2 separate regions of the Sus scrofa genome follow, and region 2 is linked to region 1. Evidence: chromatin contacts called from public promoter capture Hi-C data. All regions are on one chromosome and are shown on one strand. The core of a region is the stretch at or near the end of the contact, and the rest is flanking DNA. Distances in the headings are between cores, read along the strand shown.

Region 1 (4,533 bases), core at 1,560-4,059:
ACGGCATATGAAGTTTGTCTCTCACTGTCTGACTAACTTCACTTACCATGGTAATTTCTAAGTCCACCCATGTTGCCTACAAATGCCATTAATGCGCTGAGCCACAAAGGTAACTCCAAACTCAAAATGAGCAGTCAGGATCGTTACTGCTGAGCCACAACAGGCATTTCCTCAGGAATGTTTTTTTGGATCCATCACCTATGGTAATGGAAATAAAAACAAAAATAAATGCGACCTAATTAAATTTAAAACCTTTGCATAGCAAAGGAAACCATAAACAAAACAAAAAGACAATGAATTTGGTTGTGGTTCAGCAGGTTTAGAACGAGACTAGTATCCACGAGGATGCCGGTTGGATCCCTGGCCTCATTCAGTGGGTTAAGGATCCAGCAGTGCTGCAAGCTATGGTGTAATTGGAAGATGCAGCTTGGACCTGGTATGTTTCTGTGGCTGTGGTGTAGGCTGGCAGCTGCAGCTCCTGTTCGACCCCTAGCCTGGGAACTTCCATGTGCTGCAGATGTGGCCCGAAAAAGAAAAAAAAAAAAAAAAAAAAAGACAACCCATAGAATGGAAGAAAATATTTGCAAATAATGAAATTGACAATTAACTAATTTCCAATGTGTATAAACAGCTCAAACAGCTCAACATCAAAAACAAAAACCAAAAAACCCAACCCAATCCCCAAAATGGGCAAAAACCTAAATAGACATTTCTCCAAAAACATACAGATGTCCAACAAGCACATGAAAAGATGCTCAACATCACTTATTATTGAGAAATGCAAATCAAAACTACAATGAAACATCCACTCACATTGATCAGAATGGCCATCATCAAAAAACCTACAAATAATAAACGTTCAGAGGGTGTGGAAAAAGAGGAACTTTCCTATACTGTTGGCAGGAATGTAAATTGGTACAACCCTTATGGAGAAAGGTATGGGGGTTCCTTAAAAAACTAAAAATAGGTGTTCTCTGGTGGCCTAGTGGTTAAGGATCTGGCATTGTCCTTGTTGTGCCCTGGCCAAAAAACGCCCCCAAAACAAAAACAAAAACAGCACAAACTAAAATAGAGTTAGCAGCATCCATATCATCCAGCAATCCCAGTCCTGGGCATATACCCAGATGAAACTATAATTTGAAAAGATACGTGCACTCCCATGTACATAACACATAATTTAAAATAGCCAAGACATGGAAACAACCTAAATGTCCATCACCAGGGAATGTATAAAGAACATGTGGTACATATATACAATGGAATATTACTCAGCCACAAAAAGGAATAACATAATGCTATTTGCAGCAACATTAATGAAACTAGAGATTATCATCTTAAGTGAAGTAAGTCACACAAAGACAAATATCGTATATTATTTGTATGTGGAATCTAAAAAAGACACAAATGAATTAATTTTCAAAACAGAAATAGACTCATAGACACAGAAAACAAACTTAGGGTTGCCAAAGGGGAAAGGGATGGGAGGGATAAATTAGGAGTTTTTGATTAACAGCTACGCCCTATTATATATAAAATAAATAACAAAGATCTAGTGTATAGCATAGGGAACTTTATTCAACAGCCTGTAATAATCTATAATGGAAAATAATCTGAAAAATAAAATATACTTCTATATGTATAATTGTATCACTTTGCTGTACACTTGAAACTAACACAACATTGTTAATCAAATATACTTCAATTAAAAAAAAAAGTCTGTTGGAGTTCCTAATGTAATGAAGCAGAAACAAATTCAACTAGCATCCATGAGGATGAGGGTGCCATCCCTGGCCTTGCTCAGTGGGCAGGGATCCTGCTTGCTGTGAGCTGTGTGCAGGTCCCAGATAGGGCTCAGATGCCAGATTTCTGCGGTGTAGGTTGGCAGCTATAGCTCCAATTCCACCCCTAGCCTGGGAACTTCCACATGCCGTGGGAGTGGCCCTAAAACGCAAATAAATAAATAAATAAATAAATAATAAAAATAAAAAAGCCTTGGAGTTCTCTTGTGGCACAACAGCTTTGGCACAGGTTTGATCCCTGACCTCAGAATTTCTGCGTGCCTGGATGTGGCCAAAAATAAATAAACTAAATAAAAAAGAAAAGTCTGAATCTATTACCATTGGTTTTATGTACTTATAATGCTTAATAAATTCAATATACCCTTTCCACTTAATATTACATACATTACTTTAAATAATGTTCTGTTGCATCTTTGTGTCGTTTTGGTTACATTTTGGGTCACTTTTTTAGGATAGGTCTGGAAGTAGTGAAGCAGTGACCAGTGAATGAGACTCCTGAAGTACACTGACGAAATCACTCTCCAGATGGGTTGTAATGTTTTGAAATATGGATGATTTTAGTTTTGAAATACAGCTTCAACTCATCTTTTGCAGCATATGGGATCATTATAAAATCTCTATATTAGGCAAGAAAGTAACTCAAATTTAAGTTGCATTTCTTTGAAATTCCTGGTTCACTGACAGATTCGATCTCTCCTCTCTAATTCATCTGGAATATCTTAACTGATCTCAACCAGGACAGTTTAGAGTATGAAGAGGCCTTAGAAACAAACCTTCCAGTCTAGTTTCCACATTTTCCATCCTGGGGAAACAGGTCCAAGACAATTAAGTGGAGGGCTGCAAGTAACTCCCACGAGCCACTCAGGGGCATTGTATCTACTCCTTTACTAACCTAGGGAACACATTGTTAGAAACAACAGTAATATGTTACAACAAGACAGAAATATTCGAAGCACTTTGACATTTATTTTTGTGGCAAAATTCTGAAACAAGAGCTAGACATTTTCCCTAACAAGTAGACCAAATGGAGGGGCGGAGCATTAGAAACTACATTAACAGCAAGAATAAAGCTCCAGCTCGTACCGTCCATCATTTAGAAATAAGACCGAGGACTTCTTCAGAAGCTGCTGCAGAATTACTACGTTCTCAGCCTTTCCGCGGTCTGCAGGGCGGGGTCGGGAGTGGGGGGTTGGGGGGAATGGGACGGGGTGGAGCTGGGAGCTCGGGGGCACAGGCGGGGTGCAGTGCGCAGGCGCGCACCTGTGCTGCGCGAGGTCCTTGTGCGCCCCGCCCACCCAGCCATCCCCTCCCTTTTCTCTCCACCTCCAGGCCCCGCCTCGTCGCCTCCCAGTCGCCCCGTGGCTCGGCAGGCAAGCTGCGTATTGCTGCGTCATCGCCAGTGGCCGGTTTGAATGAGTCTTTCGTCGCACCGCGTCTGCCGCCACCGCCGCGCCTCCGCCTCGGCCGCCGCCACAGCTACTTCGCCTCCCTTTCCCTTGGCCGCCCTTGCCAGACCCAGCCTTCCCACGCCGCCGCCTCCCTACGCGCCTCGCCATGCCACTCTACTCCGGTGAGCGCCCTCTTCGCCTCGCGCCCCGCACCTCCGCCACGGGGTAGGCCTCTGGTAGGCCTGGCCAGCAGGGCGGGCGCCCTCCGAGCACGGGGTGGGAGGCTGCAGTGTGGAGCTGACCCCGGCCCCTTTTTGGCTCCCTGCAACGCGAGGGAGCCTCGTGGGGCTTGGGCCGCCGGGTGGGTAGGGTGGGAGCGCGCGGGGAGGTGGGGAAGCAGCGAACGTCGGCCTCTCCAAGAGTGGTGACTCTGCAGAATAGTTTCTGTCGCTGTACTCGCGTTCGTCGAAAGGTGAGGGTGTGTCCCTGGACCCCGGAGACCAGGCTGGAGGTGCTGTGGCATTTCCTAGGCTCTTCAGTGGTAGCCGTGGAAGGGAGCGGCAAGGAGGGGAAGTCTGAGGCAAGGGAGTGATGGAGGGACCTGGGATGTGAGGCTCTCCTTCCTCAGTAGCCTTCCTTCGCTTACCCTTTCCTGCCTTTAAGTTCATCCGCCTTTTTTGTACCAATTTCAATTTTATCCCGAGGTGGATTACGGACTTTTTGCTTCGTTTTCATTTCGTCATACATTGTATTGCTCTTCTTTGTCCGATGCACAGCTTTCGGAAGTAAAGGAATACAAATATCCGCGAGCGTGTTTTCCTTTTGATTGGCATTTGACCGGGTTTTTTTGCATGATGACAGTCTAAGGTGTGGGCAAGAGATCCCGTTTTTACCAGTTAATGGATCTTGCTGTCTCCTGGTCTGATTCAAAATGGCACCTAAAATATATGTGGTGGTTCCAGTTGGCTGAGGATATGTGATTCGTTGGCCATCCTTGACAGTCTATCATGAGTTCTTTATTGAAGATTCAGCATTTTCAAAGAATAACATAAAACAATAGTGTTTAAACTTGGGGTGGATTCCTGATGTTCTAGAGTCTCGAATTTAATACTTTAATATTAAATCTCTTTTAAAGCCACAGCAGTTAACAGTAGAATGGTACTTTAAATATTCCGTTTATGCAATATAGAGTTGAAGGGGCATTAATTAAGGGCAGTAAGTATCAGTGTATGCTACTACTTAAAACACACTGGTAGACCCACACACAATGATCCAGTCCCTGTCGCTGTTCCCCTTAAAAAATGCATATATTCCCCAAACTTTCTATCTTAAAATTTGAGTTCTAT
Region 2 (4,401 bases), core at 1,653-4,152, 180 kb before region 1:
CATGGATACTAGTTGGTTTCGTTAGCTGCTGAGCCACAAGAAGAACTCCTGCCATTGGTTCTTGGATCCGGGGTTTGGGAACCTCTAGTCAAGCCGCTGTTATTAAACTTTGTCAAGGTCCTTTTTATTCACATTTTGCTAAAATCATTTCACATCTTTCTCTAGGGACTGTAATCATAGGGATTATATTGCAAATTTTAAAATTCCCTTTTTTATACGGAATCATTTAAATCTGTGCCATGTAGGAGTTCCTGTCATGGCACAGTGGAAACGAATCTGACTAGAAACCATGAGGTTGTGGGTTTGATCCCTGTCCTTGCTTAGTGGGTTAAGGATCTGGCATTGTTGTGAGCTGTGGTGTAGTTCACAGACACAGCTTGGATCTGGCATTGCTGTGGCTGTGGTGTAGGCTGGCAGCTACAGCTCCAATTAGACCCCTAGCCTGGGAACCTCTATTTGCTGCCCTAAAAAGACAAAAAAGAAAAAATAAATAAATAAATCTGTGCTATGTAAATACTTGTTATTGTATTAAGATTGGATAGTGTTAGCATACTCAGCAGTTACAACTGGGGATGCTGAGTCAGACTGTCACTGTTCCAATCTGGGCCTGTCATGACCTTGAGCAAGTAACATATCTTTCTGTACCTGTTCCCCATCTGCCATGTAGAGATAATCATAGCAGAGTTCTTTTGAAGTTTTAATGAGATAGGTAAGAAATAGTGCCTAAAACATGGTAAGCACTTACTATTATTATGTGTAATAATATTATATTCTTATATTTATACATGGAATCAGTAGCTTGCAATTGCACTTAGGATCTTAACTTATTCTTCAAGTGTGATCTCAGATATTCACAATACTTTTGAAGAGACTAGTAACAATTAGACAATAGAATTTTAAAGTTGGAAAGGAACTTTAATGTCCTATGATTCTACTCTTTTACAGGTGAGGATTTTTCTATTAAAAAACAAAAACACTGATACAGAGTCTATCCATCTTAATGTAAAAGACACCGCATAGGTTACAATAATCAGAATAGCCTTGTGGATCAGTAAAACAGGCCTCACATATATTTCTGGTAGCTTTGCTAGACTGATTTTCAGTCCCACTTATCAGTGCCACTCATGAATTGTCTTAGCTGCATTTTTTCATGTGTCTAAGTGGAAAGCAGCATAATGCTCACAGTTCTCTGAGAAAAAAACAAAATTCCTAAGACTACCTAAAAATGGTAATAAAAAAGGACAAGCAGGGTTTAGAAAATTTATTCTAAGGCAACTGCCAGATTTATTTTAAGCCCTACGCTTAAAAATAAATTTAATTCACATGACTGGCTTAAAACACTGGAACCAAGAAAAGTCACTGCAAAAGCATTTAATGAAATACCTGAATTCCATCTAGGTTTTTTTTTTTTTTGTCTTTTTGCTATTTCTAGGGCCACTTCTGCGGCATATGGAGGTTCCCAGGCTAGGGGTCTAATCGGAGCTGTAGCTGCTGGCCCACACCAGAGCCACAGCAACAAGGGATCCGAGCCTCGTCTGTGACCTACACCACAGCTCACAGCAACGCCGGATCCTTAACCCACTGGGCAAGGTCAGGGAGGGAACCTACAACCTCATGGTTCCTAGTCGGATTCATTAACCACTGAGCCATAATGGGGACTCCCCATCTAGTTGTTTTTGATATGATTCTTGTGAGGACTTCCTATCTTGATTTATACAGTGGATTTTACATCTATTTCTTGTATCTAATGCAATGAAAAGAGAAGAGACATTTTTCAAATAATATAACTTTTCCTAAACCCTGACTCACTTCAGAAAGTTGGTGAACTGTTCAGACGCTGCACAGTGATTTTTACATACAAAGACAATTGGTTCATCTGCAGCATTTTCCAGTGTGGGATAAAACATTTACATTTTTTATTTCTGGCAATACTTCATTTGACCTATGAGCAAAACTAAAGATTGACTACATACGAATTACGGTAGATTTCCTGCTGAAAGCAGTGAGGAACATAACTTTATCAGCAGATTGGGGAACAGTCTCACTCTCTCAGTACAGTCAATGACGCAACTTATTTAAGAGGACATGCCCATTATTTTCACGTTCTACTTTAGTCTGGTAAAATCACAATTCCAAGTTTCACTGAATGTTTTGAAATTGAAACGTCAGGATTACGCATCAATAAGTGAACTACAATGGTGTAGGACAACTAGTAACATTAACTTAAAAATACGGATTTTTCCTACGAGATTATAATTATTATTTGGCTTGTTTTTTAAACTAAACTGAGTTTGATTTCTACTGACTAGATCTTCCGGAGTCAATATTTTAATGCTCCCCTGACACACACGCTCGGTTTAGGAGGGTTATGAACTGCATTGCTTCGTAATTTTCCCATGGAAGCACAGGCGAGTTAAACCATGTGGAGTTCACTCAGTACTACTGAAGACCTGAAACCGGTGGTGCCAAAATGCTGATGCCTGCCGGCGGAAAGGTATTTGCCCTTAAAACAAGAAACAAACGACAACAAAAACAAAAACCCACTTAGCTCCAAAATAACAATAACAAGCACCCTTTCTTTCTTGCCAGAATTCACCCGACGGTTGCAGCCCAAAGGAAGCGGAGCTGAGGCAGCGGCCAGGACGCGACTAGAGGCAGCAAGAGCTCCTCCCCAGCCCGGACTCTCACAGCCGCTTCCTAAGCGCTGCGTGGCTCCCTAGAGCCTGCCGGCGAGAGGGTTACGCTGCCTGCCGCACCCGGTCGGCTCCTCACGGCTGCCAGCCTACCCCGCCCGCCCGCGAAGCCCGGGGTGCGCCACGCCTTCCGTCCGGCCCCGCCCAACCCAGCCCCGCCCGGCCCTGCGGAGGCGCCGGAGTGCGCGCGCGCGCGCGCGCGCGAGGCAGGCCCGGTTCCCCTTCCGAACGTCCGCGCCCCGCATGCGCAGTCTACGCCGGCGGTCTCCGTTTGTTTGAACAGGAAGGCGGACATATTAGTCCCTCACGGCCCCCATCGCCCCACCCCCCAAAGCGTTCGCCGTCGCGACTCGCCCTTTCCCCAGCCGGGGCCGCAGCACCTCCCAGGAGCTCCCCCAGCAGCAGCCGCCGGGACCCGACTCTCATCTCCTTTACCGGCCGCTCTCCAGCCTGTCCTCTCCTAAGTCTCCATCGGGCACCGACCTCGCCCTGCCCCGCCGGACGCCACAGCAGCAGCCCCAGCAGCGCCAGGACAAAATGGGAGAGTGAGGCTATCCCTCGGGGACCAGCTCTTGGCCGGCGCGGGTCGGTGCGTCGGGCCGGGCCAAGTGGTGCCGGGGATGCAGGGCTAGACCGCCTCCAGCGCCTCAGAACGGAGCGGGCCCGGCCGGGGGCCCAGGCGGCGGCGGCGGCGGCAGCTGGCACGGCTCCGCACCCGCCCTTCGCTTTCGCCTTTCCTCCTCTCCCTCCCCTGCTGCCCGGAGGAGTCTCCACCCTGCTTCTCTTTCTCTACCCCCTCCTGCCCATCTCGGGACCGGGAACTCTCCATGGCCAAGGCGGCCGGGGCCCGCTAGGCTGAAGCATTTGCCTGGAGCGACAAGTCTGGTGGCGACGGCGCTGTCGGCTGTCGTGAGGGGCTGCCGGGTGGGATGCTACTTTGGGCATCCGAGCGGCTGTGGGTCGCCGTCGCCCCCGGCCCGGGGTCTGGAGAGCGGAGATCCCCTTAGTGAGGGGGAGGAGGGGGACCGCGCGCACCTGGTGACCCTGGAGTTCCGGCTCCTCCGCCCGGCGGCCGCGAACCCACCGCCGGAGGAAGTTGGCTGAAATTGCTTTCCGCTGCTTGTGCTGGTACGAGGGTATTGTCACAGTAGCAGCAACATGTCGACTGGGGACAGTTTTGAGACTCGGTTTGAAAAAATCGACAACTTGCTGCGGGATCCCAAATCGGAAGTGAATTCAGATTGTTTGCTGGTGAGTAGCCCAGTTCTCTTTTGCTTGTCTGAGGTTCTCTGTTTATTTCCTTCCTCTTGCTTTCAGTCTGGTTATCGGCAAAAGAAAAATTCAGGTGTGGAAAACACCAAAATCTGGTGGTGTTTGTGAAGAATATTGGAGTACCACTAAAATCTCGTGCTGTGGCCCTGTTTATCATTGTACTAACTACTCTCTCAACTTGTAGTTCTGACTCAGTTCATCATTACACAAAAGACACTTAATAAACTTGCAGGCATCATAGTTACCCCGTCCAGCTTATTACTATGTGTATAGTTTGTTGATTGGCGATTTTAGTAATATTAATCTTTCTGATCGGTTTGACAGTAAGATTGGAAAAGACTGTTTTCCATTTTCAGCGATTTACCTCCTTAAGGGTTTAATTTTTAGACTTGTGACAATATAGAATCTATATTGAGGAAGTGATTTTTGAGCCAAA

The links. Promoter capture Hi-C pulls out the DNA fragments that hold promoters and counts their contacts.
Region 2: a promoter capture Hi-C map of fetal liver shows a contact between it and region 1, with 2.6 times the contacts expected there. The contact joins the promoter of ROCK1 here to the promoter of USP14 in region 1. A contact is called at or near these places in 2 of 5 promoter capture datasets (fetal liver and liver), 4 of 47 Hi-C or Micro-C datasets (brain, embryonic fibroblasts, heart right ventricle and 1 more) and 1 of 2 datasets of contacts at active chromatin or transcription factors (alveolar macrophages).

The regions. Positions count from the first base shown.
Region 1 is chr6:106,137,993-106,142,525 of Sscrofa11.1, reverse strand. It overlaps USP14 (ubiquitin carboxyl-terminal hydrolase 14), which reads left to right and starts at 2,809. Exons shown (of 16, transcript XM_021096159.1): 1 at 2,809-3,412. The coding sequence starts at 2,824.
Region 2 is chr6:106,313,499-106,317,899 of Sscrofa11.1, reverse strand. ROCK1 (rho-associated protein kinase 1) reads left to right here and starts at 2,902. Exons shown (of 33, transcript XM_005653400.3): 1 at 2,902-3,944. The coding sequence starts at 3,852.